Regions from separate parts of the Mus musculus genome. Here regions 2, 3 and 4 are each linked to region 1. Evidence: chromatin contacts called from public HiChIP or PLAC-seq, capture Hi-C and promoter capture Hi-C data. All regions are on one chromosome and are shown on one strand. The core of a region is the stretch at or near the end of the contact, and the rest is flanking DNA. Distances in the headings are between cores, read along the strand shown. Region 1 holds the start of Slc7a4 (solute carrier family 7 (cationic amino acid transporter, y+ system), member 4). Region 2 holds the start of Rtn4r (reticulon 4 receptor). Region 3 holds the start of Gnb1l (guanine nucleotide binding protein (G protein), beta polypeptide 1-like). Region 4 holds the start of 4933432I09Rik (RIKEN cDNA 4933432I09 gene).

Evidence for each region. Promoter capture Hi-C pulls out the DNA fragments that hold promoters and counts their contacts. HiChIP or PLAC-seq counts read pairs in DNA pulled down with a chosen protein or histone mark. Capture Hi-C pulls out chosen DNA fragments and counts their contacts.
Region 2: a contact with region 1 is called in a promoter capture Hi-C map of liver, with 5 times the contacts expected there. The contact joins the promoter of Rtn4r here to the promoter of Slc7a4 in region 1. A contact is called at or near these places in 3 of 39 promoter capture datasets (the C10 cell line and liver) and 1 of 115 datasets of contacts at active chromatin or transcription factors (pancreatic cancer cells).
Region 3: an HNF4G HiChIP or PLAC-seq map of pancreatic cancer cells shows a contact between it and region 1. The contact joins the promoter of Gnb1l here to the promoter of Slc7a4 in region 1. A contact is called at or near these places in 1 of 39 promoter capture datasets (liver) and 1 of 115 datasets of contacts at active chromatin or transcription factors (pancreatic cancer cells).
Region 4: a contact with region 1 is called in a capture Hi-C map of embryonic stem cells, with 4 times the contacts expected there. The contact joins the promoter of 4933432I09Rik here to the promoter of Slc7a4 in region 1. A contact is called at or near these places in 3 of 39 promoter capture datasets (the 3T3-L1 cell line, cranial neural crest and liver), 1 of 115 datasets of contacts at active chromatin or transcription factors (pancreatic cancer cells) and 1 of 9 other capture datasets (embryonic stem cells).

What each region holds. Positions count from the first base shown.
Region 1 is chr16:17,575,367-17,578,066 of GRCm38.p6, reverse strand. Slc7a4 (solute carrier family 7 (cationic amino acid transporter, y+ system), member 4) reads left to right here and starts at 1,396. Exons shown (of 5, transcript NM_144852.3): 1 at 1,396-1,427; 2 at 2,102-2,700. The coding sequence starts at 2,134. It overlaps LOC115488657 (a long non-coding RNA gene), which reads right to left and starts at 2,188. Exons shown (of 2, transcript XR_003951946.1): 1 at 1,853-2,188; 2 at 1,310-1,653.
Region 2 is chr16:18,126,344-18,129,221 of GRCm38.p6, reverse strand. Rtn4r (reticulon 4 receptor) reads right to left here and starts at 1,580. Exons shown (of 2, transcript NM_022982.3): 1 at 1,320-1,580. The coding sequence starts at 1,341. Gm52241 reads left to right here. Exons shown (of 2, transcript XM_030249377.1): 1 at 1-581; 2 at 1,015-1,608. The coding sequence starts at 558. The coding sequence ends at 1,608.
Region 3 is chr16:18,497,433-18,500,308 of GRCm38.p6, reverse strand. It overlaps Gnb1l (guanine nucleotide binding protein (G protein), beta polypeptide 1-like), which reads right to left and starts at 1,596. Exons shown (of 8, transcript NM_001081682.2): 1 at 1,458-1,596; 2 at 1,169-1,263.
Region 4 is chr16:18,212,386-18,215,194 of GRCm38.p6, reverse strand. It overlaps 4933432I09Rik (RIKEN cDNA 4933432I09 gene), which reads left to right and starts at 1,332. Exons shown (of 3, transcript NR_015575.1): 1 at 1,332-1,358. It also overlaps a transcript of Ccdc188 not described here.

The sequences.
Region 1 (2,700 bases), core at 147-2,646:
GAGGGCGAGGAGATGGGGGAGTGCGCTAAACAGCAGCAGCACCTTCAGATGATGTTGGCTATCAGGAGGTCACAGTGTTCCAAGTGTCCCTGTGTATCTGGAATGTCACCCAACCGCTTTGTCCTCATCTGAATGAGTCATGCAGACTGCATCCTAAGTTTCCAGTAATCATCCATAAATTTGAATATTTGTGTGTATGAAATATAGATTTTTAGTGGTGTATTTATATCACTCTATCATCATATATAATCAAGTATATATTATATAGTTGTATGTTTATTTTATTGCATATACATACTAACTACATTAGATATGTATTGTAGGTCAAATATATAAAGTTCTGGGAGAAACATGCCTACCTCGGTTTTGCCCGACTTGGCTTTGCTGGGCTATTGTCTTGCTGTCAACAAGTCAGCACCTCACCACATATGTATTGCCACACATACATATATGAAAACTATGTATACATACTTATACATGGTCTTCAATCTTTTGATCCTCCAAGTGCCAGAATTACAGGCATAGGTCACCCTACCTAGCTGCCACCTTTGTTTTCAATCTGAGAAGAAGAGAGAGAGAAAAGATTCCTCAGAGCTAAGCATAAGCGGACTCTGGAGATTTTATGCCGTAGCTGACCCAGGCACCCTGATGGCGGGAACGCTGGTGACAAATGCGGAGAGCTGCTGGCTATCATGAATGGAGAGTCCTTTAAGAATGTCCAGGTCCTGTCAGGTGCTCTGAGGCTGTCACTGATATTTGAGGGCCTAAGTGGCAGTCCTGCTGTAGAGTTGCAAGCTGTCTTCTGATGCTGGCTACTGTCCTTTTATGGGACACTACCAGACAGACAATAGCTTTGTAAATTCTGCCAATTCACAGAACACGTCCGGAAGGCTGCCCTCTCTAGCCTAGTGTGCAAGGTGCTTACTGCCACTCCACTGAGGTTTAGAGTGCCAGGGTCACTCTGCCAGACCCCTGTCTTCATCTCACTGTGCTGGACATTTGCAGGCTCCGTGGTGGGGACCTGGACGTTTTCCAATTGTAGTTGTGTTGGGGTGGAGGGAGATCAAGGAGAGTAATTGCTCTGGGGCGGTATCAGGCTTGGCTCTACCCCCAACCTGGACCCAGAGAAGGGGCTCAGCAGGTTAGTCGAGCAGGCTTCCTCACCTAGGGAGGTGGATGAAATGTGGAGTAAGCCCTAGGACCCAGGTCAGCTCTAGTCTCGATGTTGGAAGTTTACTCGCTTAGAGGGTTATTCTGATACGTGACGTGGTGCGGTGCGGGGACCCTGTACAGAACCCAACCAGTGATGTGAGTCGTGAGGCTCGGGTTTATCTGGCGCCTGGCAGCGAGGGGCGGGCCCTGCACGCAGGCGTTGTAAACTAGTGGGGCAGGCGCAGTGCGCACGGTGGCAGCGACGGCGACAGCAGGTGGGTCATAGCGGGTCTGGAGGGACCGCTGCTGCGGGAACGTAAATGCAAGAGAAGGCTTGGGCGTCTAGGGGCACAGGGACATGGCGGAGGCAGCTAGCCTCAGCAGCTGTGGCTGCGGAGCATATGGCGAGGGGAGGTGCACCACAGCTTTCACATCCGGGAATCGGGAATCGGGGCCCTTGCAGCTCTGGCCTCCTGGCTTCAGGTGAGCTGTTCCTCCAACCTGGCAGAAGAGGGGGTGATCGCTTTTCTCTGAGGCCATGTCCCTTTGGCCACGTTCCCGGCTGCAGGAGCGGCTCCTGTTCCGGGTCCTGACAACCTGGCACTGCTCCAGGGAAGCCTCCCATTTCTTCTTGCTCGTGGTGCAGCCTGTTCCAAGCCTGTTCTTAAGCAACCTCCCACTCACTCACAGAACCACCTACCTGGTTCGCAGGTCCGCTGCAGGTCTGCTTCTCTCTGCCAGTTCCACTGCCCTGAAAGCTGACAGGAAGGACTTCCATGCGTTCTATCCCTCTGCCCACAGTCCCTGACACGCGTCCCATTCAAGCCTTCTAAAGTAGGTCCATGGTGCAGCTGACCTGGGCTCCTAAGGAGAGGAGGCGAGGACTGGGGTGGGCTGTCTATGAAAGAATGGAGGATGGTTGGTTATTCCCGCTGTCTGTCCCCAGTAGGTTCCAGAAACTGGTTCAGTACTCCGTCTGCCATGGCCCGGGGACTGCCCAGTACTGCCTGTTTGGCACGCTTCTGCCAGAAACTGAACCGTCTGAAGCCACTGGAAGAGTCTAGCATGGAGACATCACTGCGGCGCTGCCTGTCCACACTGGACTTGACTCTACTGGGTGTGGGTGGCATGGTGGGATCTGGGCTCTATGTGCTCACAGGCACAGTGGCCAAGGACATGGCTGGCCCCGCTGTGCTCTTGTCCTTTTTGGTGGCCGCTGTAGCCTCCCTGCTGGCGGCCCTATGCTATGCAGAGTTTGGAGCCCGTGTGCCCCGTACTGGCTCAGCATACCTATTCACGTACGTGTCCATGGGGGAGATATGGGCATTCCTCATAGGCTGGAATGTGCTTCTAGAATACCTCATTGGAGGTGCCGCTGTAGCCCGTGCCTGGAGTGGCTATTTGGATGCCATCTTTAACCACAGCATTCGCAACTTCACGGAGTCTCACCTGGGCGTCTGGCAGGTGCCCTTCCTAGCTCACTATCCAGATTTTCTGGCCGCTGGCATTTTACTCGTGGCTTCTGCCTTTGTCTCCTGCGGAGCCCGA
Region 2 (2,878 bases), core at 331-2,830, 550 kb before region 1:
TTGGGTATAGGCATAGCCCACCTATGTACACAAGGGCACCCACACTCTGAGACAAACGGAAACATGAAGATATGTTTAAAGGCACCCATGGTCATGCACACAATCATGTATGTGCAGATATATACCACATTACACACACGTACTTGCACACACAGACTCAAGCACTGTGAAGGAGACTCCAGGACTTGTCCCTCTGTCTGGGTCCAGCTGCCCGGAGCATCCCTAATCAAAATCCAAGTGTGTCTCCATGGGAGTGGGTCTTGTTAAGGGGCCCCACCATGTGCTAAGCATGAAGATCGCAGCAGGCAGGCTGCATAAATGCATGTATGGTCATAGGTGTGTAGGCAGGAGTGAGGACAGAGCTATGCACCCGAGTACAGGGATGTGCTTATAGCATTTATGTGCATGTGCACACTAGGGCAGATTTGGTATGCATGTGCACTGGAGGTGTGCAAGGCTGTATGTAGCCCATGTAGACACGTGCAAAGAAACGTGTGTGCAGCCTGCGGCACCATGGACATCAGCAGGGTAGATAGGGTGGGCACCTGGGGAAGGCAATGTGTTCACCCCAGATTCTCCAGGTAAGGCATGTCCAACCTGCATGAAGCCCATCCTCCCTTGCCCCTACTGTGGGGGCTTTGCAACCGGATGGGAGGAGGGAATCCCACAGGGCTGCCAAGGAGGGGGTGTTTCGAGCACCAACGCCCCTCAATGGAGCCGCTCACTCTCAGGAGCTCTCCCGATCTCCGAGGAGGAGACATTGCCTTGCGTGTGTGTGTGTGTGTGTGTGTGTGTGTGTGTGTGTTCTCCTCTCTACCTGCTCCAGAGATAGCTCTGGGATCGCCCTGTCCCCCACGCCCTCTGCTGCTGCTGACACCCGTATTCATCCCTACTCCGTTTGACCCCAAAGAAACAGCTTCTGAGCAGGGTTCGCTGGGCAGACCCCATCTCGGTCCGGTGCCCACGTTTCTGCAAACCCGCTCATTAACCCATTCGCCGCCTTTGCGCTCTCAGGTGGGACCCCGCCCTTCCAGCCCTCAGTCTCCACCCGGCCCTGGTCCAACATCTGGAACCTCGTACCCTCCATCCCTGGCCCCGCCGTCGCTGTCAACTTTCCCGCAAAGCCGCAACTTTTGCGGCTGCCGCGGGCTCCGCCCTCCCAGGGCCCAGTTGCTAGCGGCCAGCGCGCGGCGTGGCACTGCGGTGGCCCTCGGGAGCGACCGGCGACCCGGCTCCATCTCTGGCAGCGTGAGCCATGCCCTGCGTCCCCCCCGCCCCGCCCCGCTGCAGCCTGTCTCCGGAGCGGCGCTGACACTCACCTCCGGAGGACGCCCTCTTCATCTTCGGGGTCGAGCGGGGCGCGTCGGGCACTGGAAGCGGCTTCGGGGCGGGCGCCCGTCTGCGCGCGGCCGGGTCCGCATCCAGGCGCCGCTGCTCCGGCCCGGTCCCGGCCCGGCCGCGGGACGAGGCTCCGGCGCTCCGCTCTACCGGGCCGGGCTGGGCTCGCGGGCTGCGGGCGCACAGGGTGAGGGCGGCGGCGCGGACTGGCGGGGCGCTCGCAGCGCGGGCCAGGAGAGGATGAATGTTTTATGGGATCATGTGGTTTGACGCGCGGAATCCGCCCGGTCTCCCCGCCGGTCCGGGCGGGGCGGGGCCGGGGCGGGGCCTGGCGCCGGGCGGGGCGCTCACCTGGGCGCGCCGCGCTGGGGCGGACCGGTGGGTACGGGGTGTAGGGCAAGCGGGCGGGCGACGGGAGGGGAGGCGAGGGTGTCCGGAGCGCGGTGCAAGTGGCAGGACGCGCTCAGCCACCCGGTGCACGGGCCACGCGCGGTCCCAGACAAAGGCGGCGCATTCCTGAAGAGGCGGCGGCCCCTGCAGGCGGCCGCGGGCACCGCGTCCCGGAACCGGCCGTGGGCGCGGGCTCGAGGGCGTGGCGGCACAGGCTGAGTCCCGAAGGGAGTCCTGGGCATCGGACAGATGCAGCAGGCCTTTGCATGGCCCGCCTCCGCTTGCCCCTTAAAGCCCTTTGCTCGAAACTGTCCTAGGCGACTGGGTAAGAAAACTGAGAGGCAAGGTGTAATAGCGCAGTAGTGCTCTCTCCAGCTTTGTAGTTCCCTGTCCCAGGAAGGACACTCAGGCTTTGTCTGCACCTGCCTCTGCACAAGCTCCTATCATTTCCCCTTTGCAATGGAGATTACAAAGTCCGAAGAATCCTCTGGACCCACCCTCCACCAAGCCAGATCAATATAAGGCCAATGTTCCTAATGGCAACCCCCCCCCCCAACATGTCCCATCTCCCATTCCTGCTTGGGTGCTCTATCTGGAGTTCTTAGGTGCATTCTGGGGTGGGGTGGTGGTAGAGGTGCTTCGGCTGGCTGCCAGGTCGTTGTCTGTATCTGTCCTGCACATTATCTAGCCAGAGAGCTGGATAGGGCCCATGGTCCGCCTGTCTCAGTAGAGAAAGAGAACACCCAGTATGGCATAAGCTTCAGGGGTGGAGAGCGCTGAAGAGCCTGCAATGGAATGGCTTTCTGGCCATATATGGAAGCTACACTGCTCGGTCCTGCCCTGGCTGTGTCCCCAACCACACCTCTGTGTGCTTTGTCCCAGTTGTCCTTGTTCATTTGACTTGGATTTTTCAGGTCACTGAAATGTGTGAGATGAGGTTAAGGCAGGGCAGGCACTCACGGCCACTTCTTCATTGGATACTGGTCACCAAGTGCCACCAGATTGACCCCTATGTGACTCAGTAAGTTCTCATTTCCACTCCCCACCACATGGGAGGCTGGCCACCCAGTGACAGATGAATAACCCAAAGCCAACTTCAAAGAGCCAGCAGAAGGCCATGGCCTATAGCCTAGACCAACACCTTTCTCCC
Region 3 (2,876 bases), core at 347-2,846, 920 kb before region 1:
AAAGCTACCCAATCCTGAGCACCTGTCCCTCGTCTTCATCCCAGTCAATAGCCAAGCACCCTCACCTCCACAAGTGAAATTCTGATTCCACTTGGAGGCCTCCTCCTGTGACCTCCAGCACACAGGCTGAGCCTGGAAAGTGCCTTCTGTGGTTGGATCTATCTGTATTCCAAGCTATGGTCACCAGAGGCCAGGCAAGGAAGGAGGACAAGGAACCCACCTGGACTCTCACACTCTGCTCCAATCTCTCTAGGGAGGGAAGCCCACCACTTGGAGAGCTCCTCTCAACTCTCTTCATCCCTATACACCTAGCCCAATTCTCCGCAACTCTCTCCTAGGAGCACCAAGTTCTGCACATGCCTTCACACCTGGCTTTCCATGTGTTTACCCCAAATCCAGAGTCAGTTTCTCCAAAAAGGCATAGCAAGGTTCATCTTTCACCAGCACCTCCCAACTGGCTTGTAACACTCAGCTGTCAGCACCCCCAGTACCTACTTCTACCACCCAAGCATTTCAGAACATCTCTGGTAGACCCTTGACTCACACCTGAAAGCCCAGCCCTTGACCTGGGATTCCCACCATAATTATCAGCCAGACCCAGTCTCTCAGTGAGTAATTCCCACAAGCCAGGCCCCACTCCCCAAAGTTAGGCTGCCCACAAACACCATGTTGCATGCCCAGAGCCCATGTGCCACCAAGACCTCTTGCCCCAACTTCGAACCTTAGATTTTATCTGCCTACCTGAGTGCCCCTGACAACCTAGGAAAAGAGCCCCTACCCCTGCGCGAGCAGTCAACTTCTGCTGCTTCCTTACTGAGATAGTCACTAGCTTTTTGAGCTTCATGATCATCCATCCCATGCTGAGGTCTCATGCCCTCAGCATGCCTGTCTGTTGAATTCTCTCGCTTCTCTCCGCCTTCCCTGCCTGGCACTAGGTAATTTCGTTCCTTTTCCCGGGCTGGACAACAATCTAGAAGAAGACGCAGGGCCGCGGCGCACGGTACTCTTCCTCCGAAGTTCTCTGCTCCCGAGACCCAGGAGACCCGGGAACAGAACATGCCCAAAGCCACCATGTGAGTGGAGGACAGACTACCTGCACCGCCCGCCCGCCAGAAACGCCATGCAGGACATTCAGCTCTTAAGCTCCGGGACAACTAAGTCCACCTACCTAGGACTGCGCCAGGAGGGGCCGCCAGGATCAGAGGCTCCGCTGGAGAACACCAGGCAGAGGGGCTTCTTCCGAGGGCAGGATCCCACCGCCACCTGCAAAGGGAAGAGCGAGATCAGGTGAGCGGGGACGGGACTCTTCAAGACAGGGCCCCTACGCCGGCTCCCCACCTCACGCCTCCACACAGACCCCGCCGCGAAGATCCGAGCCTAACGCAACCGGACCCGAGGGTCTTGCTGCCACCTCGTCGGCCACGCCCCCTCGGCGTGCGCGGCCACCCCCGACGTACCGGCTCTGGCGCTCCGCACGCCCCAAGTTAGCCTTCCCGCGGGGCTGCGCGCGCACGTTCGGCCCACCGCGCCTGCGCCGTAAACAGCGAGGCCTCCATCTCGCAGAGGGTCACACCGCGCCAGCGCGCCAGCGCGGAGGCTGATGGGAGCGCGCGCACCGTACTAAGTGGAGAGGCCCGGTGCGCAGGTGCTGGGTGGTCCTGGGTCCCACTGGAGCAGGCAGGGGGCGGTTCTCATGCGTTGTGAGTCCTGGAGGACTACCCAGAGCCGGCTTGGGTCTAAAGGCTAAGGGCGTCATCAGGCCTCCGGTACTGAGTGGCTGCTGAGCCTTCGGGCCTGGGGAGTATTTCTCTCTGAGTGGCAAGTGTCTGTCTTTTTGTGTGTGTTTTGTCCCTCCTCTTCAATGCCTAGCAGCTACAGGCAAGCAAGCTAGCGCGCTACGCAGCACTGTCACTTTAGAGAGGCCAGGAAATGAGCCTGTGTGCCCCTCACATGCATATGCATGGCTTGTCCCTGTAGCTCCTCTGTGTTCTTGTAGTGTCATCCATCCCACAACCAGGACATGTGTTTAGATGGGTCTTGGACCACGAACAGAAGGCTTTGCTGCATCCCATCTGAAAGCAAGCACACACATGACACACCACCTCCCTGTTTTCCCTGCTCTGATGACTCCTTTCATGAAAGATCTCTGAAATGTTATCTGCATTTACACCCAAACGCACTGGCTTTGATCCTTGAAAGGGGAATCAAAGATCACATTGTACCTTCCAAGGGTCTGTGGGCCTTTCAGTAGCTCGGGCCAAAAGCAATAAAAGTGGCACCCAGCCAGGAAACACCTCCTTGAAGTGTGAATGAAACTTAGCTTTTTTTTTTTTTTTTTCAGTTGTATCTTTTCTAATTGACCTGATAATTTAAACTTCCTCCCTTAAGGGAAGGGTTGTTTCTGTGAATTCCAATCACCCTCAGGCCCAAGCAGCTTTAGCCAGTTAATAGTGAACAGCAGGCTTGTGCAAAAGACTACCCAACTGTCGGCCTTTTTCCAAACTGCCTTTTGGGGGTTTTCTTGTTTTTTTTTTTTTTTTTTGGTTTTTCGAGACAGGGTTTCTCTGTGTAGCCTTGGTTGTCCTGGAACTCACTTTTTAGACCAGGCTGCCCTCGAACTCAGAAATCCACCTGCCTCTGCCTCCCAAATGCTGGGATTAAAGGTGTGCGCCACGCCCGGCCACCTTTTGGGTTTTATTTTAGGGCATCACCTCAAATGTCCACGACAAAAGTTAACATAGTAACCATTGTAAAGCATACAGTTCAGTAGTAATATTAATAAATGTATTCTCGAGGCTGTGCAACTATTGCCACCATATCCAAAACTATTTCATCACACTAGAAACTATCCATTAAGCACTGACTCCTCGTCTCCA
Region 4 (2,809 bases), core at 83-2,582, 640 kb before region 1:
AACCATAGGGAGGTCCAGGTTGAAGCAGGAGGGCCTCTTGCCATGCATATCACTGCTCCAGCTCTGGTATCTGGAATGATGAGACCTAGGGAGTTTGCCAAGGAATTCTGTTGACAGCTGCCATAATCAGTACTGGAGTCCAAGCTTGTCTGCAGCCAGTTCCTGCTTCCCAGCCACTTGTATCCCGAGTTAGCTGAGTCCCGCTTTCAGTTTGCTGAAGTCCCTTACAGACTAACGGCCGGTCTCCTGTTGTCTTGCAGACCTGGAATGAATACCCATCAGGGGCCACTGAAACCTGTGGCGGAGGAGCTGGTGTGCGCTACAATGAGAGCTCCGGTGGGGCCCAGCTGGCACACAAGCTGGAGTCCTGCATTTTTCCAGTATGGGATGCATCTCTACACTCAGTACAGACTGAGGCTGGCAGTCACACTAGAGGAGAGGCCTGGAATTGCCCCAGCATGCCCTACGGCACTCAGAAGCTGCCCACTCTGGTCCCTGGAGGGGCTTCTAAGCCCTCTGCCTGTTGGTTTCTTTCTGGGGTTTCATGGTTACCAGGATATGATGATCTCAGAGGTGGGAGCCCAGGAAGGCCCTTGGATGGCTTTGGAATGGGGTGGCTTCAGCAAAGGCCCTGAGTAGCTGACAGTGGTGGTCGTGGTGTCTTTGTTCTATATTCTGAGTCTCCAGACTTGGTAAGGGCCCAGTAGATACTCAGGATGCTGTCCTGTTAGTACCACACAAAGGCTGCAGGCTAGGATCCTCAGGTCACAGCTCCAAGTGCTCAGCGTGGGCTACAGTTACTGAGCAGCCGTGGAAGGACTGAGGGCACTTCAGGTGCTCATATGTTCTGAGACCTTAGGTGCCTACCTTAACCCGAAACCCAATGTTCTCTGATCACCTTACCTTTGTTGGGCTGTGCCCTATCTGGAAGGCTGGTTTCTTTCAGACAGCCCCGAAGACGCCTCCCCCTTTTCCACGGTCCTTGTATGCTCTTGATCTCCAGAGAGTCCTGAGAGGTGAGGGAGTCTAGTAGGAGAGAAGAGCCCCAGGTCTGCCGTGTAGCTGGTTCCGCATGAGCATGAGCTGTGCTAGCATGTTAAATACCCTACAGATTGGTGTGTTGGGTTGGGTGAGGGTCTGTGTGGAGCCCCGAGGCTGCACTGGGTGGGAGTGCTAGGATGATGCAGACTCGAAGACACACAGAGAGTGTGGGACACTAGAGTGTGCTGTGAGGAGCTAGAGTGGCCCTAGCCCCTGTTGCTAGGCAGCGCATTTCCCTGGACACCAGTTGCCATGGCAGCCGCTTCCTGCCCATGTTGCCATGACACCCAGATGGCCTTGAGGAGCCTGAAGTGGTGGTAAGGGGCTAGCTATCCAGACACACTCACACCACCCTTCCCCCCAGCCCGGCTGGTGCCTAGGGGATGCTGAGGAGAGGAGAGAGGACAGGCTATGTTATCCAGAGCCGCTTGCCTACAGCTGGCCTGAGATGAAGTCAGGGGCTAAATGGGCAGATTCTACTCTCCTTACTATGGCCTTGACACTCAATGACCCATGCTCATTACAGGGCCTGAGTAGAACTCAGAGTCATAGAGCCAGCCACACCCATGAGAGATTCTCATTTCTGTATTTTTAACCTGGGCTTCTGGCCCTTACCCACCTAGTCTGTTCTCCACTTGCAGCCCCAAAGCACCCTGCGTAGGACTAGAGGATCCTACAGAACCTGGATGAATGTGTCTGGGGTTTCACAGGCATTCCTGGAGTGGCCTTGGGATTATTACCCTGTCATCCAGGACTCTGCCCAGTCCTTTCATCTCCTACCCAGGACCTAGGGTATGGCCTAGGCATGAACTCTCCTTTGCTCTGTTAGAGAGGCAAGATGACACTTGGCTCTGAGTCACAGCCTGTGACCTTCCAGGTGGCAGAGGGGCAGATGAGGGATGAAGTGGTCTGTGTGATGAAGTCACCCCAGGGCCAGAAGGTAGGGGCTGCTAGGCCTCTCTGTTCCTGGCAAAGTAGACATGAGTTTCTGAGAGCTGTGTGACCTTCTCGGCCTTCTCCAGTCTGCAGGGAGTGGGGAGTGCAGAGCAAGCAGGGTCCTGAGACCATGGTGTGGGCAAAAGAAGGTCTCAGAGCTAGGCATGCTACTTCATGCTTGTGTGTATCAGGATTTTGTAAGGCTAGAGCAGGAGGATTGCCATGAGTTTGAGGCCAACCTAGGATGCACAGTAAAATCCTGTCTCCATGTCTTATCCCCACAAAGAGGGCACTAGGTGGGCTGGGTCCTTGAGGTCTTCTAGGAATTCCCAGCTCCAGAGGTTGAAGCTCTTGGAGGAAAGGCACACCCATGGGGCGCTCAGTACTGGACATGGACTTTCTGCTCCTAGAATGTATGTGGTGACAGGCTGTTTGCTCCTCTCTTCTGTGGTCACTCTCTGGAAGCCACTGCTCATATTTTTTTTAAAAAATGATTTATCTATTTTATGTGAGTACACTGTAGCTGTCTTTAGACACACCAGAAGAGGGCACTGGATCCCATTGGAGATGGTTGTGAGCCACTGTGTGGTTGCTGGGATTTGAAGTCATGGCCTCTGGAAGAGCGGTCAGTGCTCTTGGCCACTCGTATTTTTAACTTTAACAGTCAGAAAGACAGTAAGAGTGCTAAAGACAACCCTTGTGAAAGACACAGTCCCAGTAGACAGCCATCATTTCAGGATGTCGGGGGCTCTGAGGCCTTGTACTGGGAGGTGGCCTGCTGACCGCCATGCTGTGCTCCACTAGGCTGCTGAGCGTAAGCACCCCTGCCCAA